Regions from separate parts of the Sus scrofa genome. Here all the other regions are linked to region 1. A link is a contact called in public Hi-C and HiChIP or PLAC-seq data. All regions are on one chromosome and are shown on one strand. The core of a region is the stretch at or near the end of the contact, and the rest is flanking DNA. Distances in the headings are between cores, read along the strand shown. Region 1 overlaps G3BP2 (ras GTPase-activating protein-binding protein 2). Region 2 has its middle 40 kb from the start of PARM1. Region 3 overlaps BTC (probetacellulin).

Region 1 (4,165 bases), core at 154-2,653:
CATATTCATAAGTCTTCGGATTAGGACACTGGCATCCTTGAGGGGGGCCATTATTCTGTCTCCCGTAATTAGTGGAGTTGAATATGTTTTCATATGATTATTAGCTTTTTGTATTTCTTTTGGGAATTACCCATTCCTGACATTTTTTTCTATTAGCTGTTAGTCTTTATAATTCATGTGTAAAAGCTCCTCTCTTAAGGATATAAAGCTTAACAGTGCAGCGTTTTGCACATTTCCCCCTAGTTTATTGCTTGCTTTTCAATCTTGTTTTCAAGGTATTATCTAACATACAAAAGTCTGTTACTTCTTAAAACTTTATATTGTGGAAAATGTCAAAGAAATAAAAGTAGAGCGATTGGTATATTAAATCTCCACATATTTTTCACCAAGCTTAAGAAATTATCGACTCGAAGCTCACCTTATTTTATCTGTGTTCTTACCCACTTCTCCTAAGTTATTTGTTATATTGAAGTGAATACCAGACATCAGATCATTTCATCCATAATTTTTTTAGCAAAATGCATTAATTTTAGGACTTAAATTTTCTTCGATTATTTTTCCTAAGCCTTCTGGGTTTGGTGCCATGCACAAAAAAGCCCAATTCACTTGTCTTTTTAAAAGAGATGATGATTGGGGGTGGGGTGGGGGAATGCGCTGGGGTTGTGGGATCGAAATCCTATAACATTGGATTGTGATGATCATTGTATAACTATAAATGTAGTAAATTCATTGCGTAAGAAAAAAATTAAAAAAATAAAGTCTGAATATAAGTTTTTGTACCTTTTAAGGAGGCCTTGTTCCCTTTGTCTTAACTTGTTTTTATTAGGGATGACCACGTTGACTGCTTGAATAAGTATATCTGAGCACCTGTCATGTGAAGCATGCTGTGAATTCATCTTCATGTTACCTTTTGAGTACATGTGAACAGGGAACTCTGTAAAAGGATTACAATTATAAAATTAGCAATTGGCCCATTGGCGTCCACACTCTGGATTTAGTCCGCTTTCCATGACGACAGAGATGATCATGAGCAACTGCCAGAAGGCTGGCGATTGTCTGCTATGCCTGCATCATTTACACCTTTCAATGTTGTTTGTTTGTTTTCTGCCAAGACCACTGGGCCCTGGGAAGTAAGAACAAATAGGAAGATGAGGGGAAGACCTTCTCCCCTTCTTCGTAGTCTGCTGCTGGGTGACCCCCTTTCCTGTGCTCAAAGGGACAAGCACCAAGGTCCCTTGTTTAACACCACCCACACCGTGATGGACTGTTGGCAACCACAGAGGGCCTTAGAGAGTCATTGGCTTTCACGTCAGAAAAAGACGAAACACACACAGCACAGTTATTAATTAAGACTCGGCAAGACTAGGTGATCCAGACATAAAAGGGAGGTGGCGGAGCAGGAGTTCAGTGTGTGCTTGTCATAGCCTAGCAACTCCACCGCCAAAACAAACACCACTCTGGCCTTACGACCATAAATACCAACCGATTTGTTTGGCAGCCTCTAGCTTCCTACTCTTAACTCCTTGCCACCTGGTTCCCACTCACTCCTTTCTGTGAAAATTCTTCTTTTGAAGGCAGCCAGATCCTGGACATTGTTTCAGTCTCTGTCCTCTGGGTCCTTTCTTTGGTGAGTGACTGTTAATGGCCCCTTTCTTTAAAAGTCTTGCTCTCGGAATTCCCATCATGGCTCAGTGGTTAACGAATCCGACGAGGAATCATGAGGTTGTGGGTTCGATCCCTGGCCTTGCTCAGTGGGTTAAGGATCCAGCGTTGCCGTGAGCTGTGGTGTAGGTTGCAGATGTGGCTCGGATCCCATGTTGCTGTGGCTGTGGCATAGGCCGGTGGCTACAGCTCCGATTCGACCCCTAGCCTGGGAACCTCCATATGTCGCGGGAGTGGCCCAAGAAATCACACACACAAAAAAAGACAAAATAAATAAATAAAAGTCTTGCTCTCTCCCTCGATGCCAAGATACTCCGTTCTACTCATTTTTTCTGTGGGAATCTTCACGTGCCTGCTTCCTATCCCTCATCCCATAAATGTGGCTCCAATGCTTCACTTCCCACTCCCTCCCTAGCTTCAACTCTCTTACTCTCGAATCTCTGTTTCAAGCCCAGCTTCTTTCCTGAGCTCCCAGCCCGTGTTTCTGGATAATCTCTGGGGATGTCCAGGTTGACTTGGCTCACCTGGGACTTCTCAGTCCCACTCCTGCCTTGAACTTTAAGCCCTGGACACCAGGACCCCACACTCCAGGCTCAGACCCACCCAGGTCAGGAGATGATCCTGGCGGCAACTGAAAAGGATCACAATTTGGTGGATCTCAGACTGGAGTCTGATTGCTATAACCTGGGCAGGCCTGAATTGAATCTATGGTACTTGAGCGGGGCTGCAGTCACCCAACCTTCCTTCTTGGGCACCGTGATGCTGCTGGTCTTTTACACCTTCTCATGCTGCAGGTGTGGCCCCAAACGAACAAACAAACAAACAAACAAAACACTTCACTTTCCCTCTAGGTCTGAAGCCTGTTTTGCTGAGACCTCGAAATGATTCGTTTTACCATTTCCCTTCCCAGACGATCAAATCTTGTTTTGTCTTTTCCCAACCCCACTAGGCTGTGTCCCAGCCTTTCATTGGCAGAGCTCCTGCATCCTGGGCTATATAACCTGGGCAGTCCTGAATTGAATCTATGGTACTCTGAATTGAATCTATGGTACTCTGAATTGAATCTATGGCTACTCTGGATATTCATAGACCTCGACCATCACCTTTTCTCAAAGTCCTGCCTTCTTTTGCCCTAGCTTCCTTTACGATTTTATTACTTGCTGCTCATACTTTCTGAAAATCCCTCCAACTGTTATTCCTGCGTGGGGTACCTCACACATCTGCTCATCCTGCCTTCTAGTGCTAAACTCTTCCTGCAGCTTGGTGAAGTATAAAGATGTATTTACCTTTCAAGTAGATTTTTTACAATTCTAAGTTTTATTAGCATCCTCTTATTATTTCCTTTCAACTGCATATCATGTAAAAGGTTGGAGGGCCTAGTTTTCTAGTTAGTGTCCCATAAAGTCAGGCAAGTGCTCTTTTTATTTATTTATTATTGTTCTTTCATTGCCACAACCATGGCATATGGAAGTTCCTGGGCCAGGGGTGGGACCTCTGTTGGAGCAGTGACCCGAGCCACTGCAGTGACAATGCTGGATCCTTAACTCTCTGCACAAGAGAACTCCATGCAGCCTTTATTTATTGATTTGCTTTTTAGGGCTGTACCTGAGGCATGTGGAAGTTCCAGGCTAGGGGTTGAATCCGAGCTGCAGCTGCCAGCCTACACCACAGCCACAGCAATGCGGGATCTAAGCAGCATCTGTGACCTACACCACAGTTCACTCATGGCAACACCTATCCCCAACCTACTGTGTGAGGCCAGGGATGGAACCCACATCCTCTTGGATACTAGTCAGATTCGTTTTCACTGTACCACAAAGGAAACTCCAGGCAGTCTTTTTTTAAAAAATGTTTTAAATTTGGAGTTCCCGTCATGGCTCAGTGGTTAACGAATCCGACTAAGAACCATGAGGTGGCGGTTCGATCCCTGGCCTTGCTCAGTGGGTTAAGGATCTGGCATTGCTATAAGCTGTGGTGTAGGTCTCAGACGCGACTCAGATCCCATGTTGCTGTGGCTCTGGTGTAGGCTGGCGGGTACAGCTCCAATTGGACCCTAGCCTGGAAACCTCCATATGCCGCAGGTGTGGCCCTGGAAAAGGCAAAAAGACAAAAAAAAAAAAAAAAAAAAAAAGTTTAAAATTTTATTTGAGGATAGTTGATTTAATGTTGTGTTAGTTTCAGGTATTCAGCAAAGTGATTCAGTTATATATATCCATTCTTTTTCCACATAGATTCTTACAGAGTGTTGAGTAGAGTTCTTTGTGCTATGCAGTAGGTCCTTGTTGATTGTCTGTTTTATATATGGTGGTGTGTATCTTTTGCTGTATGTGCTTCCTAAAGGGGTGTATCTATAATATCTTCAGACGCTCACCTTGATCATGTTGCTGTGGGAAAATGCTTTCAAGTACCTTTCACCCCAGGCCTTAGTCCACCCTTATTAATATGCCACGAGGGTCTTCTGCAGTTACTCTCTAGTAGTTTTTTTTTCATTCATTTTTTTCCT
Region 2 (3,649 bases), core at 248-2,747, 580 kb after region 1:
TGGCCACTCTACCTTGCTTGGTGACACTTCCTGTTTAGCTACTAAATAGAAGAGCTCAAACATATCAAATTAAAGTGTTTGATTTTACCCCAGGAGACATGGCTCCTTGTGACCTAGCGAAACAAGTTTATGGGTTGGCACGAACTGTTTCGCTGCTTCCAAGGAAACTAATACATTTGAAAAGATTCAGTGGTGAGGCCCATGTGTGAAGAGAGTTTTAGGGAAATGCAAAGCAAAGTGGATGAGAGGTCCTAAACCTGAGGTCCCTTGAAAGACATCAGATCCTCCATGGCTTGATCTAAGGGACGATGACCATCTTTTTTTTTTGTGTTTAGTTGGTAAAGCCCCATCTCCCTAGCAGGGTAGGCAAGCATTTAAGGCTAGAAGTGGAGTCCCCTCTCCCCTGGCTTAGTCTCCTTGGGTTTGCTCTGTTCTAGGCTGCCATCTGGTGGTCATGAAGGATCAACCAGTTACCCCGTCAGGGAAAAATTCCACCAAAGCAAAGGCATGGCCATTTTGTGGTTAGCTCTTGCCAGTAAATATGCCACAGGATTATTTATTTTCATTTTCTCGTGTGCATAAATCAGAGTGGCAGTCTGAACTTGACCACGCTTATCACAGTCTTTAAAAATACTTCAAGTATTTTGACCTAGTGCTACCATTTTCAAAAATATATTTCAAAGAAAGGCATGCAGACAGATTTATGTGTCAGCATGTTCCACCAAGTGTAATTTATAATGGCAATTTTGGAACTAATCCAAATGTTCAAAAATCAGGATTGTTAAAATTAGAGTGTTTCATTCCATGGTGCGCTCATACTTTAGAGTAACGTTTAAAGACATGGGAAAATGTTTATGATAGATTATGAAGTGAACAAAACCAATGAAAACTCCACGATCCTGGTTTTGCTTTTCTGAATATTTCCTCCTTTCAAAGTCATGAAAATGTAATACTTTTGGAAGCAGAAAGCCAAAAAAAAATCATAGCAAATATATAAATATGGTTACATGCACAGCAGTGTATCTGTACCAACTTTTTTCAAAGTAACAAGTCCTTTAAGATATCTCTCCTGAAACTTTGTTCAGTAAACATGTTCCTATAGAAAAATCGGTGCAAAAGGTCATGAACAATTGCCTCACTGTTCTGATGATCTTAAGTAATAATCCAGGAAGCTTGAGCCTGCAGCTGCCACTTGAAGTTTGCTAATGGGTCTCGTGGTGGAGACAAAAAGCATGTTATTTCTTGCATGACCCTTGACTCATTAACTTGTTCTAAGGCTTATATTTTGCTTCTAGGGGTTGTTGGTGGGGCTGTGGAAGAAGATGCTGTTTAAATCACTGTGCAGCGTGTGCCATCACCGGGGCTCAGTTTTATAATTGGACAGAGTCCATTTAAAGCTTTTTCGAGATGTAGCTTTGAGATTTTTCTCTGTACCCTGCACAGGTATAAATAGACTGCTTTGCTGGCTTCGCTGGGAGATTTGCCCAGAAAGAGAAGGTTAAAGGGATCTCACAGGTTTTCTTAAATAGGAGCATCTGCCCTTGGCTCTTGGGAGCAGCCACGGGGCGAGCCAAAGCCACCTAGGTGTCCCTTTCATGGGGTTTTACATTTCATAGCTGTTTGCTTAATAAACTCGGGCGCAATTTCCACATACATGGTTAACATGCTCTCAGGCACCAGGTGGCAGGTCCAAGAAGAGGAAGATCATTTTCAGAGCTCCCCGCTGGCTCAATAAACACTTTCCAGTTCTCCTAATGAGATGGTGAACCTCTTTTTATCATTTAGCCCTGGGCTCAACAAACCTCTCATGGATGTTACCGGAGCAGTTTATAATTTCCACTTTTATTAGTGTCAACACCATTGCTGTTAGATTGACAAACAGGAATTCAACTAATCCTTCAGCTTTACAGTTGGAAATAGATCCCCTTCTGTATCTTTTACTGCATGAATTCTGCTAAATTCCTGGCTGGGCATAGCCAGTGTTGCTACGTAGTCATTTTCAAAGAAATAGGAGTGAAATCTGAGTGTTGTACATTAACCTATGTGTGTTTTTAAAACAGGTGCCAAGATAAATTGACTTATTCCTCTGACTGCTGTCTCACTTGGCTGGAAATATGAGTGTGTGCAGTAGACTATGGTTAAGTGAATGTAAAACATTTTAAGTTATCGAGTAGTTCTTCCTCTCCCGTTGGTCACGTTTCAGGAAGGAATTCAATAACTACCCATTGGCTGCTTTTCTGTATTGGTGGTGTTTTCTTTTCTCTAAGTAAAACATTCTCAAAATAACATTCCCTGGGAGATAGGATTCAATGCACACATATTCACTTTATCCATAGCCCTTTGTATATAACACAAGTCATGTTCTAATGTCATCAAGATTTTTAAGATAAAGTGGATGGAGGAGATTAGTGCCAAAGTTACAGAAAATCAAGGACAGAGAATTTGCTTTTCAAAGTTAGACCTTTTTTTTTGCGTGTGTGTGTCTCTTTGCCTTTTCTAGGGCCACTTCCTGCAGCATGTGGAGGTTCCCAGTTTAGGGGTCCAATCAGAGCTGCAGCTACTGGCCTACGCCAGAGCCACAGCAACGTGGGGATCTGAGCCGAGTCTGCGACCTACACCACAGCTCATGGCAACACTGGATCCTTAACCCACTGAGCAAGGCCAGCGATTGAACCCTCGACCTCATGGTTCCTAGTCAGATTCATTAATCACTGCGCCACGATAGGAACTCCGAAGGTTAGACATTTCTAAAGTCTCATGTGTTTTAACTTTATGTAAAATTTTAACCTTTAAGAAATTGTTCTCACTATTCCTTCTGCTTAATGCATTTGGCTACTTTCTGAGATTTATCATTCATCTGAACTTTAGGGGAAAAAAAATCTTCCCTTCTTTTTTGGGTCAAGGAAGATGAAGGAAAAAAACAATCTTTTGCTTAAGTGTGTTGAGTCTAAATAGTTAGCCTAGAATTTCAGATATTAGAACTCCATGGTTTAGATGTCAAGAACAAACTACATGTCATTAGGTCTATTTCTAAGCTTTATAAATTGGGGAATAAAGTGAGAAGAAAAGAATATAGACTCATCAAATATGTTAACATAATATTAGTTCTAATTTATTGAGTCCCTACTACAGCTTGTTTTTTCAGAGCATGGAATATATAATATATATATATATATATCATCTAGGAGTTCCCACTGTGGCACAGTTGGGTTAAGAATCTGACTGCAGGAGTTCCCGTCATGGTGCAGTGGAAACAAATCTGACTAGGAACCATGAGGTTGCAGGTTTGATCCTGGCCTTGCTCAGTGAGTTAAGGATCTGGTGTTGCCGTGAGCTGTGGTGTAGGTCCTAGACGTGGCTTGGATCTGGTGTTGCTGTGGCTGTGGCCTCAGCTGGCAGCCGCAGCTCTGATTAGTCTCCTAACCTGGGAACTTCCATATGCTGCAGGTGCAGCCCTGAAAAAAAAAGACAATTAAAAAAAAAAAAAAGAATCTAGCTGCAGTGACTTGGTTCTCTGTGAGGAACAGGTTCGATTCCTGGCCTGTGGCAGTGGATTAAAGGATTCAGTGTTGGTGCAGCTGAGGCATAGCTTGCAGATGCAGCTTGGATTCAGTCCTTGGCCTGGGAACTTCCATATGCCATGGATGGG
Region 3 (3,798 bases), core at 1,134-3,633, 670 kb after region 1:
TCTTTGTCCCCGACCATGAATAATTTTAAATGCACACAAATCCCTCACATTTCAGCATTGGTTCATTTTTCTTCTTTGAAAAGGATGGAAAAAAAAAGGGCAACTCTACATGACAGCCCACTTCTGCAAGCTCAGAATTGGATGACATAGTGCTTCTGGTTAAAGGACATCTGATCAGGCTGGATTGGCCCCTAGGTAACATATCCTCGTCACCCAGGAGGGAAACGAGTACATCTTGAGATCTTAGAGAAACAGACCCATTTATATTTTTATAGGAAATGGCATTGCATGTAAGACAAATGGGAATCCTCAAATATAGTACATTTTCCAATTTTGCATTTTTTTTCAAGGGCATTGTGAATTTATATTCTCCTGTCTCAAGGCAAGAGTTGGCAAGATAAGAAGGAAAATTAACTTAAAAATATATAAATAAAAAGTTTTCTTCTTCCCCTCTTGGCCTAAGAAGTTTGTAAAATGAAGAAACCCCTATTGGCAAGATGCCTAGAATATTCAAACCTCAGGCTCTACTTCAGAGACTAGGAAGAAATTTTCTCCAAACTCTGCTCTGACCACTTAAACTCCATTTTGTCCCCCTCTTTTTTTTTAGGTCAGATACCTGTGTGGAAAGATGAATGTGTAGGTATTTGTTTTTCTTCCTCTCTTTCCTTGTTAACACTTGTGGGACTTCTATCTCAAAAATTTAGTACCCCCTTTTAAAAAACTTTACACGGAGATTTAGCTATGTATCTAACTAAAAGTTTAGAGATACAGGAAGACATAAACATTGTAATGATACCCCCAAAAGCATCACAATAGTAATTCCCTTAGAGTTTATTTCAGAAGAGTTGCTGATATTAATATCATTCACAAAATCATTAAACAGATTTTTTTTTAATGAGCACTATTGGAATAAATAAGGGAAGACTGTATGGAAAATAAACCTAATTATCAATTGTGGAGAGTTGTAATCATTGAGGCATCACAAAGCCTGTTTTGGCTTGAAAATAAGATGAAGGACCCATGCTGTTTAACCAAATCACCCATAGAATTGAGAAAAATTCCATATTCAACTAAGTACTTTGGGTGTCTGATGTATTCTTCACTTTAGTTTAGCCCAAGAGAATCCATCATGTGTTCTATAACTATGCATATGATCCAAGGAAGATGACTACTCCTTGTCTCTGTCCACACCATCAAGCAAAGATGGTCTTACTTCTGATTCCTTTTACTAGCTCTTAGAATCAAATTTTGGCATCACTGACCTATAGTAGCCCCAGCGGTTTCTCATTTACTTTGTTGTAAAATTTTGTCTTTTTTTGGGGGGGGTGTCTTTTAGGGCTCTACCCATGGTACATGGACGTTCCCAGGCTAGGGGTCAAATCAGAGCTTCAGCTGCCGGCCTACACCACAGCCACAGCAATGCCAGATTCCAGACAAGTCTTCGACCTGTACCACAGCTCATGGAAATGCAGGATCCTTAACCCACTGAGCGGGGCCAAGGTTGGAAACTGCGTCCTCATGGATACTAGTTGGATTCGTTACCGCTGAGCCACAGTGGGAACTCTGATTGTAGAATCTTTGGATTAGTATCTTGTGAAGAGTTTATGATACTTCCCATTACCCGTGATGTCCATCCATTTATGAGATGATGTTGTGATCTGATCCACCAGTGCATGTAATTTTCCCCACGCAATGTTGTGGGACAGACTCACTCCCCGAGGAGTGCATCAGTTTTGGGAATGTGGGCTGGGAAAGCGTAAGGTGGGAGGGGAAGAGATCAAGCGAGCCCTGCCACCCCGAGGCATTGTCAAGTCCATGCCTTTCATGTCTTCACAGCCAACCCCACACAGGGGCCTAATCATTCTTTGGTCATAGGATTAACTTTTCCTTTTCGTTCATAAACATCTCTGGAATGGGTGGTTTTTTTGTTCACCCCTGCGCTAAGTCATCAGATCTCACGATAGGCAGAAAACGTTCGATTTCACAGCTGTTCAATTTTCAGATAACGTGACCTTGATGAACATTAGATGAAAGCAACTGGGATTTTAGGTGCATTTTGAAAGGGGGAATGCTGATAAGCCTTCTCATTTCCACGGGAGAGGAAGAGAGGAGCCCATCTGGTTGGGGGGTGGGGGGGGGTGGGGGGGGCGGGGCGACGGAGGTGGGCAGCATGTGTGATTTATTTTTCTTCCAGGTTTTAAAGTTCCATGGAGGAATCACAGGACATTTTCTGCTTGGTGGCATGGAAGGGTTTTTAAATACAAATAATGCTGGGAATATTTAAGGGCAGGCTTATTTGGCAGAGGAGAGAGCTCTGTGAGCCATCAAAACAGGGCCTGGCAGCACTTTCGCTGGTGTGGATTTGTGTTGCTTGGATGAACTGAGAGGCTGATGGAATCACTGTATCCAGCAGCTGCTGGTTAAGGCACTCTTTGGGATCGTGCTCTGCGTGGTGTTTATTAAAAGGCTGGCTATGATTAAAGGGGCATGACGGCCAGAGGAATTAGTAGAGTTCAGGATATAGAGCCAGAGGGCTTCCATGTAAAGTCAGGTGTGCTTTGCAAAAGGAGAAAAGACCTTTCTGGAGCACAGCGGATCCATAAGTAGGTCTTACTGCTTCTCAAATTCATCACTTTGCCCTCCATCCCCTAGCCCTGGGCCTCCACCCTGTATGGCTGCCTTGCTTTGCTCATCCAGCCCACCCAGTGTCTTCCTGCTTTAATCCAGTCTGTATTCTCCTATCTAATACATCAATGAAATGCTCCATAGTTTAGTGTTTACATATGCCATATAACCTTCTTCAGCTCTCTCCTGCCTCGTATTTCAAATGTGAACCCTTCAGCCCACTGACATTTGAGGTCTCTAACTTGCATTCACAGCCATCCTGGGCCACTTCTCAAAAGGTCCATCAAATCTGCCTCCTGCCCCCTGTGTAAGGCTAGAGTATTCCTGACCCTGAGTTTTTTGCATTTGATATTCTCCACAACTCAATTGTTGCCCACTGCCTCCTGAAAAAATTCTACATGTCCCAGAAATTTTTCTTTAATCAGATAAGCTCCCTTAAGGAGTTCCCGCTGAGGTGCCACAGGATGGTGGGCATCTCTGCAGCGCCAGGACGCAGGTTCCATCCCGTGCCGGGCACAGTCAGTCAAAGGATCCAGCGTTGCCACAGCTGCAGCCTAAGTTGCAACTCCTGCTCGGATCTGATCCCTGGCCTGGGAACTTCATATGCTGCAGGTGGCCAAAAACAAAAGATAAGTTCTCTTTGTACTGGGTATGAAGTTTCTCTTAGAATTGCCAAGACTTTCAAGATTCTGGAATCAGTTCATTTACCGAGGACTTTATTGTCTCAGATACTCTGCTAGGAATTAACGTGTCTTTTTTGTTTTTTTTTTGTTTTGTTTTTTTGTTTTGTTTTTTTTTTTTTTTGTCCTTTTGCCTTTTCCAGGGCTGCTCCTGCAGCATATGGAGGTTCCCAGGGTGGGGGTCGAATTGGAGCTGTAGCTGCCAACCTATGCCAGAGCCAGAGCAACTCGGGATCCAAGCCACGTCTGTGGCCTACACCACAGCTCACAGCAATGCTGGATCCTTAACCCACTGAGAAAGGCCAGGGATTGAACCTGCAACCTCATGGTTCCTAGTCAGATTCGTTAACCACTGAGCCACAATGGGAACTCCCTTTTTTTTTTTTTTTTTTTTTAATTTGAGCCTTTCAACAGCCCTTTAAGGTAGTAGATGTTATCATCTTCAATTTTCAGATGACGAAACTGAGGCTCAGACAGCTTAATTAGCTTGCCT

What was found. A called contact is a pair of places that touch in the nucleus more often than the background predicts. HiChIP or PLAC-seq counts read pairs in DNA pulled down with a chosen protein or histone mark.
Region 2: an H3K27ac HiChIP or PLAC-seq map of skeletal muscle shows a contact between it and region 1, with 7 times the contacts expected there. The contact joins two enhancer-like sites. A contact is called at or near these places in 2 of 47 Hi-C or Micro-C datasets (embryonic fibroblasts and subcutaneous adipose tissue) and 2 of 2 datasets of contacts at active chromatin or transcription factors (alveolar macrophages and skeletal muscle).
Region 3: a contact with region 1 is called in a Hi-C map of skeletal muscle, with 8 times the contacts expected there. The contact joins two enhancer-like sites. A contact is called at or near these places in 2 of 47 Hi-C or Micro-C datasets (psoas muscle and skeletal muscle) and 1 of 2 datasets of contacts at active chromatin or transcription factors (skeletal muscle).

The regions. Positions count from the first base shown.
Region 1 is chr8:71,328,234-71,332,398 of Sscrofa11.1, reverse strand. All of the region lies in intron 2 of G3BP2 (ras GTPase-activating protein-binding protein 2), which reads left to right. Among named protein-coding and RNA genes, the nearest start is that of G3BP2, 33 kb to the left of the region's middle. Within about 2 kb of position 1,403, at least 16 of the 83 cell types and tissues checked have an H3K27ac peak or open chromatin away from gene starts, as enhancers often do. A contact at or near this core is called in skeletal muscle, where this site is marked.
Region 2 is chr8:70,746,224-70,749,872 of Sscrofa11.1, reverse strand. No RefSeq gene overlaps it. Among named protein-coding and RNA genes, the nearest start is that of PARM1, 40 kb to the left of the region's middle. Within about 2 kb of position 1,497, at least 7 of the 83 cell types and tissues checked have an H3K27ac peak or open chromatin away from gene starts, as enhancers often do. A contact at or near this core is called in skeletal muscle, where this site is marked.
Region 3 is chr8:70,664,291-70,668,088 of Sscrofa11.1, reverse strand. It overlaps BTC (probetacellulin), which reads left to right. Exons shown (of 8, transcript XM_021101433.1): 4 at 608-640. Among named protein-coding and RNA genes, the nearest start is that of BTC, 28 kb to the left of the region's middle. Within about 2 kb of position 2,383, at least 9 of the 83 cell types and tissues checked have an H3K27ac peak or open chromatin away from gene starts, as enhancers often do. A contact at or near this core is called in skeletal muscle, where this site is marked.